Linked DNA regions of Ovis aries: region 1 is linked to region 2. A link is a contact called in public Hi-C data. All regions are on one chromosome and are shown on one strand. Each heading gives the region's core, a stretch centred on a gene start, on an enhancer-like site or on the middle of the called end of the contact. The rest is flanking DNA. Distances are from core to core; before and after follow the strand shown. Region 1 holds the start of SCARB2 (scavenger receptor class B member 2). Region 2 overlaps SCARB2 (scavenger receptor class B member 2).

Region 1 (5,801 bases), core at 1,238-3,737, 45 kb before region 2:
AACCTAGTGGCTTCAAACAACAACAGTGGTTTATTTTGCATTTCAGGCAGGGCCGGACAAGGCAGGGACCACTCTGCTCCATATGTCTGGGGCCCAAGACTCAAATGGCTGGGGGTAGCAGGAGACTCAGAGAAGGAGATGGCACCCCACTCCAGGACTCTTGCCTGGAAAATCCCATGGGTGGAGGAGCCTGGTGGGCTGCAGTCCATGGGGTCGCTAGGAGTGGGACACGACTGAGCGACTTCACTTTCACTTTTCGCTTTCATGCACTGGAGAAGGAAATGGCAACCCACTCCAGTGTTCTTGCCTGGAGGATCCCAGGGACGGGGGAGCCTGGTGGGCTGCCGTCTATGGGGTCGCACAGAGTTGGACACAACTGAAGCGACTTAGCAGCAGCAGCAGCAGGAGACTGGGGGCAGCAAGAGGCTGGCAGGGCATCACCCAATGGTCTTTTCCCTGTTCACTCCAGCTTGGAGGCCTCAGGGGAGCTGGGCTTAGTGGTGGCTCAGGGCACCAAAAGCTACTATTTTCAGAGGCCCAGGAAGAAACTGCAAGTGTTTATGATCTATCTTCAGAAGTTCTAGGACATGGTGACTTAGTGCTTTCCATCCCTAAATCCAGCCCAAGTCCAAGGCAAACCGTGTAGATGCTCCTCTCAATAGTGCTGTGTGCTGCCCTAAGTTGCCTCAGTCATGTGCGACTCTTTGAAACTTCACGGATTGTAGCCTCCTAGGCTCCTCTGTCCATGGGATTCTCCAGGCAACAATACTCAATAGAAGGAGTATCAAAGTTTTTGCCACCATTTTTAATGCATCATAGCAGCTCACCAAGTGGTCAGCAAAGTCTCCTAACTGAACCTCCAGGTCCCAGATTCTCATTGATGGCAGCTGGGAGGCAGCAATGCACAGGGTAGAAAAGGGAAGGGCTTTGGAAGCCACCAGGCCTGCATTCTGGTACAGGCAGGATCTACCACTCAGCAACCGGTTGAGCTTGTTAGGTTACTCGCCCCTAAGAGCCTTGTGGTTTCCCTGTGTGTAAAAGAGGATTAAAACTACCATCGTGGCCAAGAAAATGTACTTCTCAGATCGTGCACAAATGACCAATGGCCCCAGCTGCTGAGCCCTAAAATCTGTCATCTAGTTCTCATCCCCAGCATGGTGTAGAGGCCAGTTTCCTAGTGCTGCTCCCAGCCCATGACTAAATACGAGAAGCCTATTCCTGGGAGGCGCTGGGCTCCTGGGACAGGGTAGCTTGGCTTGAAGACTCCCCCAAGGCCTTGCTGAACTTTCTTAGAGCTTCACTGTAGCATAAGATGCTTCTTTCAACTCAACCTTCCTTCCTCCCCTCTCTCCTTCCTGCACCCCAGGTCTAGCTCCCCAACCATGTTCCCTCATTAATCTCTAGAGCAGTCTCCCCTCCAGATACTTTGGGCGGGGGACCAGGACAAAGAGCCACCAGGCTGCTGCCAGTATTAAATAGATGTGTGAGCACCTAATCAAGGCCTGGAGTATAGTTGATGTTCACTCAACTGATATTTATTGAGTCTCTGCTGAGTGAGGACTTTACCTGGGGTGACTAGAACACATTAGTGAGCAAAGCAGATGAGAACATGAGGGCCCCCTGCTTGAAGCTTCTTGCTGCCCCCAATGCGGAGGGATAAAGTCCCAACTCTCCTACAGGACACAAGAGTCCTTCAAAGTCTGACCCCAAGGGGCTTCCATACCCCTACCCCATACTGCACACCAGAGCCTAGAGTCAAAAAAGACTTTACTCCGGCAATCTCGGGTTTTTCAACCCCAATATCCTTTTTTTTTTTTTAAGTTTTAAAAAGCTTATTCTTAATTATGAAAGCTTAATTATTCTATAGAATAAGTATGTCTATACAAACAATTTTTTCTATAGAAATAATGGAGAGACCTCTAGCATGGTTGATCAATACAATTCTTTTTTTCCACCCCCCGCCCCTCGCCCCCGATATCTTAACACAGCTTTTTCTTCTCCAAAAGCTTCCCCTCTCCTTTGTACACACCCTTCACATGACAAACCCTTACCCATCCCCCTTGACCGGTTCAGTCGTGGGGTGCTAGATCACCAGGGTAGAGGTGCTTGCTGACACAGCTCTCCTCATCCACCTCTGAAAGCACTAGTTACATTGTGCTTTAATTGCTGTAACAGTGTCCCGCTATCTTGTGAGCTCGTGTAGATAGCAGGGGCAGCGTGTATCCATCCTGAATCCCCGGCGCTCGGCGCTTGGTAGCCCGCAGCTCGTATCTTGGGGAGAGAGTAGAGACTGGAGAGCAGGCGATTTTCCCGCGGTAACCACGGGGCCTGCGGCGAGAGGGCGGGGGCGTCGCTGGGCGAGGGTCAGGGAGCCGCCGGGGCTGGGCGGCCCCCGGGACCGGCCGCGGGGCGCTCGGGCCGAATCGCGGCCGCTGCCGCGGGGCACATGACTGCGGGCTCAGCCTCCGCCCCGCCCGCTTCCCCGCGCAGCTGCCGCCTGTCGCCTCCCGGGGTTGCGGCGGGCCGGGCCGGCGAGCGTCTCCGCGCTGCGCGCTCCCTCTGCCTCGCGAGCTGCGCCAGGCGGGCGCCGCGGCGACCGAGGCCGGAGAAAGCGAAACCAAAGCGAGACTCCCTCTCCCCTCCGGCCGGCCGGGTGCAAGCGGGGCCGCTCTCGCCCAGTCGCGGAGCCGGGAGCCGGGCCCCTCTGCTGGGCCGCAGGCGCCCGAGGGTCCCGGGTTTTCCGGCCGCTCCGCCGGCGCCCCTCCGTCTCTCCCTCCTTCCTTCTCCTCCGGTCGCTGGCCTCCCGGCCTTGGAGCGGTGCGCGGAATGGGCAGGTGCTGCTTCTACGCGGTGGGGACGCTGTCCCTGCTGTTGCTGGTGACTAGCATCACGCTGCTGGTGGCCCGAGTCTTCCAGAAGGCCGTGGACCAGACTATCGAGAAGGTGAGGCGTGGCGGGCTGTGTGCTGTGTGTGTGTGTGTGTGTGTGTGTGTGTGTGTGCTGTGTGTGTGTGTGTGTGTGTGTGCTGTGTGTGTGTGTGTGTGTGTGTGTGTGTGTGTGTGTGTACGTGTACGGGCGCGCGCGTGAGCCGGGTTGGGTGGACACTTTCAGCCCACCCTCCCACTGCTGAACCTTGTGCAGGGTGGATCTGCACCCCCTATAACCCTAGTCCAGAGGCTAGGGCCCTCCTTTCTTCCTTGTCTTCTTGGGCTGGGTGGGTAAGAGTTAAGGAAGGCTGGAGAGGAATAATTCTGTTCCTTTTAGAGTAATAAACAAGACTGTGGGTCTAGATTTTGAAAGAAGGCTTTCACTTACATTGTCATTTGTTTTCTGGGCCCTCCCCGCGCCCCAATCTCTGTTGGGCCCAAACTCATTTCCCTCCCACTTTATGAAGAAAAACTAAATGAAAGACACCGCCACCCCGCAGGTGTGTTGGCTGCTTGCCCTGGCCTTTGAAGTGGTGTGAGATGGGGATGAGAGGCTGGTGCCTCGTCTGTTGTGTTCTTGCCTTCCTGGGCTGAGCCCCGCACTTGGTAGCCAGGCCAGGCCTGCGGGCTGGGTGACATTTCAGTTCATCAGAGCCTGTGCTGACTAGCTGACTTAGCAGCTTGGTGTCTTGTACCAGCAGTCTGTGCTGCTTTGTCTCAACATGGATTTCTTGCTCTTCTCAAACAACCCTGCTGCTGCTGCTAAGTCGCAAGAGGACTGGAGTGGGGTGCCATCGCCTTCTCCGCAAACAACCCTAAGCTTAGGCAAAGCTCCATTTAAATTCTTAATCTGAGCCCATCTCTTCCTCTCAGATGAGTGGGCTGGAGAGCTGGTCACTTCAGACCTCTCCATCCTATGATTTCACCAGTGGTCATTTCTCTTGCCCTTTCACCCACATCCACCAATCTGTGTGGAAAGAGGAACCAGAGAGAGTTATTGGGGTCACTTTTTCCTTTTTAAAAAGTTATTGGAGAAGCCTTTCTTGTTAGCACCCATCACTGCCTGATTTCTTCCACTCGTTTACACTTGCTGTTGGCTAGATAATAAAAGCTGGGGCCTCCTCCAGAATTGGTCACTGCGCTCCCAGTTAGCAAAATTGTTTCATTCCAGGTGGCAACAGACCTATTTCTTAAATAGAGGTTTCTAAAAGTCATCAATTACTTGAAATCTGAAGCCACTTAAAAAAAAATGCCCTGGCAAAACATAGTTTAATTTTTTAAAAGTTCACATTGTCAAGGGGTGACAGAACCCACTGTCTGAGCTTCTCAAAGGCTATTGTTCAAAGCGTGTTCAAAGAAAAAACTAAATTGAATCTCTCCACCCTTGTCCACCTGTCCTTGGCAAGGTAGTTTAAGGATGTAACCTCTTTGAGGATGTAACCTCTTGCTTGGATGTCTAGAGTTAAGCAATCCAATGATAGTCAATTGGATTTTCTTGTGTGGCTTTGAAAGGCTGTTTCAGGAGAGGTCTGTGAGATGGGTGACCTCCCCACCCTGTGCCTCAGGCATTGTCAGCCTTCGGATGCTCTGTGGGTCTACATTCATGGGCACTGGGTAGGGAGGTGGTGGGGGTGGAGGGCAGTTGTAAGGCAGCTGGGCTGCGGCTTAAGTTTGCACTGATATTTGGTGATTGGCTTTTAAAGGTGGTTTTCTCCATGAAGAATGGACTCTGATCTGACTGTAAATGAAAGTACAGGAGAAGTGAACTTTCAGAACTGGCTCACTCTGTTAAGGAACACTGCACCATGTGCTGTTTGAAACTAATGACAGGGCTAGGTGTGGACAGGTGTGGAAATATGGTAAGACAACCAGAGGTCACGCGTTACCATCACTACCACTCCGCTTTCCTGGGTCGCCTGTAGGGGGGTAGCATGAGATGGCGGAAAGAGTAAGGACTTCGCAGGTTAATTCGCAGGCAGGAATCCGGCTCCACTGTGTACTAGCTGGGTAACCTTAGGCTAGTACTTAACCTTTCTTAATTCTAGGCTTTTCCATCTGTAAATGAGGATAACAACTATTCATGTAAATAGAAGAATTATAAGAATTACTAGAGAAAATGGGTGTACTTTTCATGGGATACAGTAGTATGTATAGTTATTTGTAGGGCTTCCCTGGTGACTCAGCAGTAAAGAATCCACCTGCAATGCAGGAGACATGGGTTCAATCCCTGGGTGGCAAGATCCCCTGGAGAAAGGAATGGCAACCCACTCCAGTATTCTTGCCTAGGAAATCCCATGGACACAGGAGCCTGGAGGGCTCCAGTTCATGGGGCGTCTAACCACCACCACCACGATAGTTATTTGTAAATGATAGCAGTTTTATTTTTGCTAGAAGCAAATAAAAAATACATGAGATTGGAGGTTAGATACCCTATGTTCAAATCCTAGCCCTGACATTTCTAGGCTGTTTGCCTTTGGGAAAGTTACATAACTTCTCTGAACCTGTTTCATTCCTGAGAGAAATGAGAATGTTAGCCATCTTGGGGGTGCATTTACCATGAAACTCACAAAGCTTACACTTTGGGTCCCTCACTTGCACGGGCCCTTCCAAGGCCCTCTACCTAATTCTGTATGCAATGTTTTCTTTTCTTAGGGACAGCCTCCATACACTGTATGAGCTTCACACAGACCTAGGATATGCCTGTGTATGTGCTGTTGTGAAGCTTAGTGAGGTCATCTGTGTAAAGCACTAAGCAGGTGTCAGGCTTGGAACAGGTGCCCAATGACAGCTTCCATCATCATTTCCGTTAACGTTGTTATGGAAAATTCATTCATAGCTTACTTTAATATACTTGTAATACAATCTGATATTTCT
Region 2 (6,636 bases), core at 3,351-5,850:
TGCATTCAGATGCTTGTATCTTTCGTTTTCTCCTTTGCTTTTCGCCTCTCTTATTTTCACAGCTATTTGTAAGGCCTCCCCAGATAGCCATTTTGCTTTTTTGCATTTCTTTTCCATGGGGATGGTCTTGATCCCTGTCTCCTGGACAATGTCACGAACCTCATTCCATAGTTCATCAGGCACTGTATCTATCACATCTAGGCCCTTGTGATTAGCAAATAGCAAACTTTATTCTGAGCCTGTGCTGTCCTGGGACTTTGACATCAGTAGGATTTATTATCAGCTTCTAAGTAGCAGGGACCATACCAGATAGTTTTAAGTTGTTATTGCTCAGTTGCGTCCGACACTTTGCAACCCTACAGACTGCAGCGCACCAGGCTTCCCTGTCCTTCACTATCTCCCTGAGTTTGCTCAAACTCATGTCCATTGAGTCGATAGTCCCATCCAACCATCTCATCCTCTGTTGTCCCATTCTCTTCTTGCCTTCATTCTTTCCCAGTATCAGGGTTTTTTCCAATGAGTTGGCTTTTCCCATCAGGTGGCCAAAGTATTGGAGCTTCAGCTTCAGCATCAGTCCTTCCAATGAATATTCACGGTTGATTTCCTTCTGGGTTGACTGGTTTGATCTCCTTGCTGTCCAAGGGACTCTTAAGAGTCCTCTGTGAAATCAAAAAGGATTGTGTGGTCAAACCTTTGGAAGAGCTGTGCAGTCTCAGATATTTATATTACTGTGCATAACTTGCTGTTTAGTACTAGAGAAGAACAGAGACTCGTCTACTTTCATGCACGTGTAGGTAGGCATTTGTTTCTTGTTGGCTTGTCTCTTTATTTTAAAATCTAGAACAGGTTTAAGAGGCATCCTGATTTTTTTTTCCTTCCCACCCCCTTTTTTTTTTTAATTGTAGTATAACTGCTTTACAATGTTGTGTTCATTTCTGCTGTACAACTATGTGAATCAGCTGTATGTATACATAGATCCCTTCCCTGTGAACCTCTCATCCCACCCCTCTAGGTCATCACAGCTGGTTTTTTGGTTTTTAATTTTATTTATTGATTTTGGTTGTGCTGGGTCTTCATTGCTGCAAGGGCTTCTCTCTGATCGCAGTGAGCAGGGGCTGCTCTCTAGTTGTGGTACGCTGGCTTCTCGGTGCGGTGACTTCTCTTGTTTCCAAGAACAGGCTCTAGGCCTGCTAGGCTTCAGTAGTTGTGACTCCTGGCCACTAGACCACAGGTTCACTAGTTGTGGGGCACGGGCTTCGTTGCTCCACGGCAGGGAGCAACTTCTGGATCTTCCTTATGGATCAGGGATCAAGCCCGCATCTCCTGCACTGGCAGGCTGATTCTTTACCAACTGAGCCACCAGATTAACCCCATAGAGCTGTTTTTGATGAATAACTATATTAAGTGATGAAATGATTATATCTGAGAGTCTTCAAAACAGTTTTCAGATTTATATTAAAGCATTAAAATTATCCAGATACCCATTTCCAAGGGAAAAAAAGACTTACTTAGAATTTACCTGAGATGTTAAGATTATTCATTTACAATCTAAATAACATCATTAAGCAGTTTATGACTGAGTGCCAGAGGTGTGGTATAGGGATGAGAAACCCAGCTTGTGACTGTGGTCAGGAAAGGCCTCTGAAGGAGGTGGTGAGTAACCCCGTTGCCCAATGCCTGTGTCAGAATTATAAACTCTAAATTAGCTCTGTTCAATGGAAATAGATGTGAATCACCTATGCATTTCAGATTTTTCTAGTAACCACATTCAAGAAAGTAAAAAGAAACATGCAATTAATTTAAATAATATATGTTTATTTTACTCATTCTAAAATAGTATCATTTCTGAATGGATAAAGATGTGGTATGTATACACACACACAAACATACACATATACAATTGAGTAAAATTTTGTCATTTGCAATAACTTAGATGTACTTAAAGGGCATTATGCTAAGTGAAATAAGTCATAGCAAGGTAAATTACTGTATGATATCATTTCTATGTGGAATCTGAAAAATATAGCAAATTAGTGAATATATAACAAAAAAGAAGTAGGCTCACAGATATAGAGAACAAACTAGTGGTTACCAGTGGGGAGGGAACAAGGGCCAGTCTAAGGGTAGGGGAGTAACAGGTATACACTATTAGGTATAAAATAAGCTACAGGGTTATATTGCACAACACAGGGAATGTAGCCAATACTTTATAGTGACTATAAATTAATTTTTAAAATTGTGAATCACTATATTGTAAACCTGTAACTTATATTGCACAGCAACTATACTTCAATTTAAAAATAAACAGAATAAAATAGTATCTTTTAAACATGTAATCGATATTAAAACATTGGATATTTTACATTGGTTTTTTTTTTTTTTTTGGTACTGTTTTTGAAATCTGGTGTGTATCTCACCCTTATAACACATTTCAGTTCCAATTAGCCCCAGTTCAAACATTCAGCAGACACAGGCCTACCAGGTAAGACAGCACAGCCCTAGATGGAACAGGAAGAACAGTATGCAGTCATGGGAGAGAAGGAAAGACATGGGAATTTAATGACCATCTACTGTGGACCAGGCAGATTCACAACTGGCATGAGGCATTTAATGAACAAAACATTGGTCCTGTTTTTATGTAAAATTCTGATATTTTGTTCATCATGAATTTTTGGCATTAATTTTGATTTTTAAAATTGCATTAAAATATTATTTATTTTAATTACAGAGTGTTTGGGCTCCTCTTACATTTTGTACCCAAGACAGGTGCATCATTTCCCTCACCCTAATCCCAGGCCTGGCAATAGGCACTTCCTACCAACTTTGCCAATACCTCATCTGGGGGCACTCTCCTGAACCAGGCTGAACTGGATATCAAAACCATGAGTGAACTCCTCTAATTGACTAAGCCTTGGACATTCATTTTGTTAAATTAATTTTCAATTGAATTCAACTTAGAAATGAAAAGACACTGGTAGACATATTGAAATGGAAATTGAATCTATAAACTGAAAAATCTGAAAATGTTTTGGAACCAAACTATAACCTCAGAGAGAGTTATTGGCTTTGATTGCCTAGTCAAAGTAACCCCATATTGCTTTTCCAAATTATGGGTGAAAAGAAGGAAAGCAACAGGTTTTTTACTCTCTCTGGGGTCTTATTTCCTTCCCACATTGTAGCTGGAATCTCCAGTGTTTAGGGGGTTCAGTATCTGCTGTTTCTCCCAGTATACTGAGAATGTTATATTGAAAATAACTTTAATGATGAAAGAAATGAAAATTGTATTACTTAACAAAGTGTTGCCTATTTTCAACAAGATCCTTTTCTTTCTTTTAGGGAACTCAGAAACAAAGACGAAATTCAATTTGGAGATAATGGAACAACAATATCCGCTGTGAGCAACAAGGCCTATGTTTTTGAACGAGACAAATCTGTTGGAGACCCGAAAATTGACTTAATTAGAACAATAAATATTCCTGCATTGGTAAGTAGGCATTTTAAATCTCATTATTGTGGATTTTAGAAGAAAGGAAAAAGCTAAGCTAAGTCCATTACAGTTTTACTTTTCAGTTCCGTCCAGTTCAGTCGCTCAGTCATGTCCGACTCTTTGCGACCCCATGAATTGCAGCATTCCAGGCCTCCCTGTCCATCACCAACTCCCGGAGTTTACCCAAACTCATGTCCATCGAGTCGGTGATGCCATCCAGCCATATCATCCTCTGTCGTCCCCTTCTCCTCCTGCCCCCAATCCCTCCCAGCATCAGGGTCTTTTCCAATGAGTCAACTCTTCGCATGAGGTGGCCAAAGTATTGGAGTTTCAGCTTTAGCATCAGTCCTTCCAGTGAACACCCAGGACTGATCTCCTTTAGGATGGACTGGTTGGATCTCCTTGGGGCTTTTAGGAGCTATTAAGTTATATATTTAGGTGTATATATATATTTTTAATATGTACATATTTTAATTTTTTAATATGTGTATGTGTATATATATCTATATCTCTCCCCTTCCATTCTTTAAAGTTCATTTTAGACTTTTTGAGGTTTTTCAAATGTGGTCTCTTCAAATGGTGACAAAGTGCAAATTTTAAGATTTTTTTTTTCAGTTTCTTCCTGTGTGTTCAGGATCAGACTTGTGCAAATAAGCATGTCTCTAGGATTTTGGAGGGTAGCTGATCATATTTAAAGTGTTTATTTTCCCTCTTGTTTTTGTTCAGAAACTCTAGCAATAGAATTTGCTTGCTACTTTTTTTTCTTTTTAGCTTCTTATTTTGTATTGAGGTGTATCTGGTTCATAGTGTTGTGATAGTTTTAGGTGAACGGTGAAGGGTCTCAGCCATATACAGACATGTATCCATTCTCCTCCAAACTCCCCTCCCATCCAGGCTGGCACAATATAACACTGAGTAGAGTTCCAGTAGGTCCTTGTTGGTTATCCATTTTAAATATAGTAGTGTGTACATATTTCGCTTCCTATGATGGATTTTTTTAATCCTTAAAATATGTATTGACTTTCCCCCATCTCCTTTTAAATAGCAGAGACTAGGCTGTTGAAGACAACCTAGTATTGGGCTCTGTTTTTAAGGGCAATTATCGTTAATAGAAATACATGAGACCCAAGAAACTTCTACTCATTCCCTCGGAGGCTCCCATCTTAACTCCTAGGTGACCACCACATATGCGCCTGGACCTGGAAAGTATTAGACCCCGGATCAGGCCCAGCCCAGCTGCCTAATGGGGCAGTATATGCGGGCGCCCCCAGCCTCCAGCCCTGATCAGGAGGAAGATAGTGCCATCTTGTGGCAACGATGCCAATGCACCGCAAGAGTTGTTCCCTTTCTGTGGTTCCTGGGTTGCAAGTGAGGATCTCATTTACGAAATGTAATACTGAGAAAGGACAATAAGTGAAGAGATTTATCCTTCATGCTCAGCCAGAGAGGAGCTCACTGGCTGATTTTTCAGCTGTTTGATCGCAATACTTACATTTAGATCTGCAGCCCCCTTTGCTGAAGGGACGGTAGGTGGTTGGGGTGCAGACACAGCTGTCTGAATTTGCCTGTGCTCCTCAGACCGCCATGGAATGGAGCCAGCTGCCCTTACTCCGGGAGTTCATCGAGGCCCTGCTGAAGGCCTATCGGCAGAAGCTCTTTGTGACCCACACGGTGGATGAACTGCTCTGGGGTTACAAAGATGAAATCTTATCCCTCATCAGCGTTTTCAAACACGACGTCTCTCCCTATTTTGGCCTGTTTTATGGGGTAAGTCGATTTTTCTTTTCAGAAACTGTGTGTTCAGCTGAAGAGGAGGGCATTGCAAGCCAGATTATATCTTCACTTTGGGTGAATTACTTGGCACTCTTGATCTCTTGTAGAGTATGTGAAAAATAAGAAAGTACTTTAGTAGGGGAAGAAAAACTTCTACAATTTCAACATGCTACCAGCACTGACTTTGAATGAGTGTGAAAAAAATGTATGAAGTGGGGCTGTGCCATTAATCTTTCAAAGTGTCATAAATATGAGTGATCAATGTCAAGTTTCGATGGCTTAGTGACTAAACCCATGGATCAGCCTGACAAAGGCAAATGAGAAACTAAATAGGGATGTGATAGTACGTTAGGGATGGGAAGTACTTATTATATTTTCAGACATCTCATTTGTGAAAGATGTTGGATAATTTGAAACTCCATGTGCCCTTCACCTATGATTTATTTAGCTTATAAGTGAAATTTTGCATCATTTCTTTGCAGATTTTATTTACTTTGATTTGCAACCCCCAAAATGGGCTTCCCTGGTAGCTCAGCTGGTAAAGAATCCACCTCCAAGGCAGGAGGCCCTGGTTTGATTCCTGGGTCGGGAAGACCCACTGGAGGAGGGACAGGCTACACACTTCAGTATTCTTGGGCTTCCTTGGTGGCTCAGCTGGTAAAGAATCTGCCTGCAGTGGGTTCAGTCCCTGGGTTGGGAAGATCCCCTGGAGAAGGGAAAGGCTACCCACAACGGTATTCTGGCCTGGAGAATCCCATGGACTGTGTAGTCCATGGCATTGCAAAGAGACGGACATAACTGAGCAAACCAAAACTATCAGCATTCAAGTAATTATTATTTGAAGTATATGTTATTAACTGCTTGAGCTTGAAATAAACAAAAAGTGAAAGTGAAAGTGTTAGTTGCTCAGTCCTGTCCAGCTCATGGCAACCCCATGGACTGTAGCCCTCCAGGGAGGGCTGTCCGTGGGATTCTCCAGGCAAGAATATTGGAGTGGGTTGCTGTTCTCTTCTCCTGGGGATCTTCCCCACCCAGGGATCGAACCTGTATGTCTCACATCTGCATTGGAAAGTGGGTTCTTTACTGCTAGTGCCACCTAAAAGCAATTAAAGTCTGTATCCCCCTGCCCGCCACCCCCCCCCCAAAAAAAACTTGAGTAAAATGGATAGTTGAAAGGTTGATAAATGACAAACTTAAACTCAGGAAGAGAGGGTAAGTTCAGGGCAGGATATGTAATTGTGATTAATTTCCCCATCTTTAAATTTGTGGTTATTCTCTGGCTCTAACTACTGAAGAATATCACCTCATCCTGTAATCTCTTAGCATTTCAGTTGGTAAATGGTGGTAACACAGCCCCTGTACTGTCAGGGATATAT

What was found. A called contact is a pair of places that touch in the nucleus more often than the background predicts.
Region 1: a contact with region 2 is called in a Hi-C map of hypothalamus, with 3 times the contacts expected there. The contact joins the promoter of SCARB2 here to the enhancer-like site in region 2. A contact is called at or near these places in 6 of 16 Hi-C or Micro-C datasets (blood, hypothalamus, omental adipose tissue and 1 more).

What each region holds. Positions count from the first base shown.
Region 1 is chr6:91,865,172-91,870,972 of ARS-UI_Ramb_v3.0, reverse strand. SCARB2 (scavenger receptor class B member 2) reads left to right here and starts at 2,487. Exons shown (of 11, transcript XM_060417251.1): 1 at 2,487-2,943. The coding sequence starts at 2,827.
Region 2 is chr6:91,821,630-91,828,265 of ARS-UI_Ramb_v3.0, reverse strand. It overlaps SCARB2 (scavenger receptor class B member 2), which reads left to right. Exons shown (of 11, transcript XM_060417251.1): 3 at 3,337-3,484; 4 at 5,066-5,254. Among named protein-coding and RNA genes, the nearest start is that of NUP54, 40 kb to the right of the region's middle. Within about 2 kb of position 4,600, at least 12 of the 54 cell types and tissues checked have an H3K27ac peak or open chromatin away from gene starts, as enhancers often do. A contact at or near this core is called in hypothalamus, where this site is marked.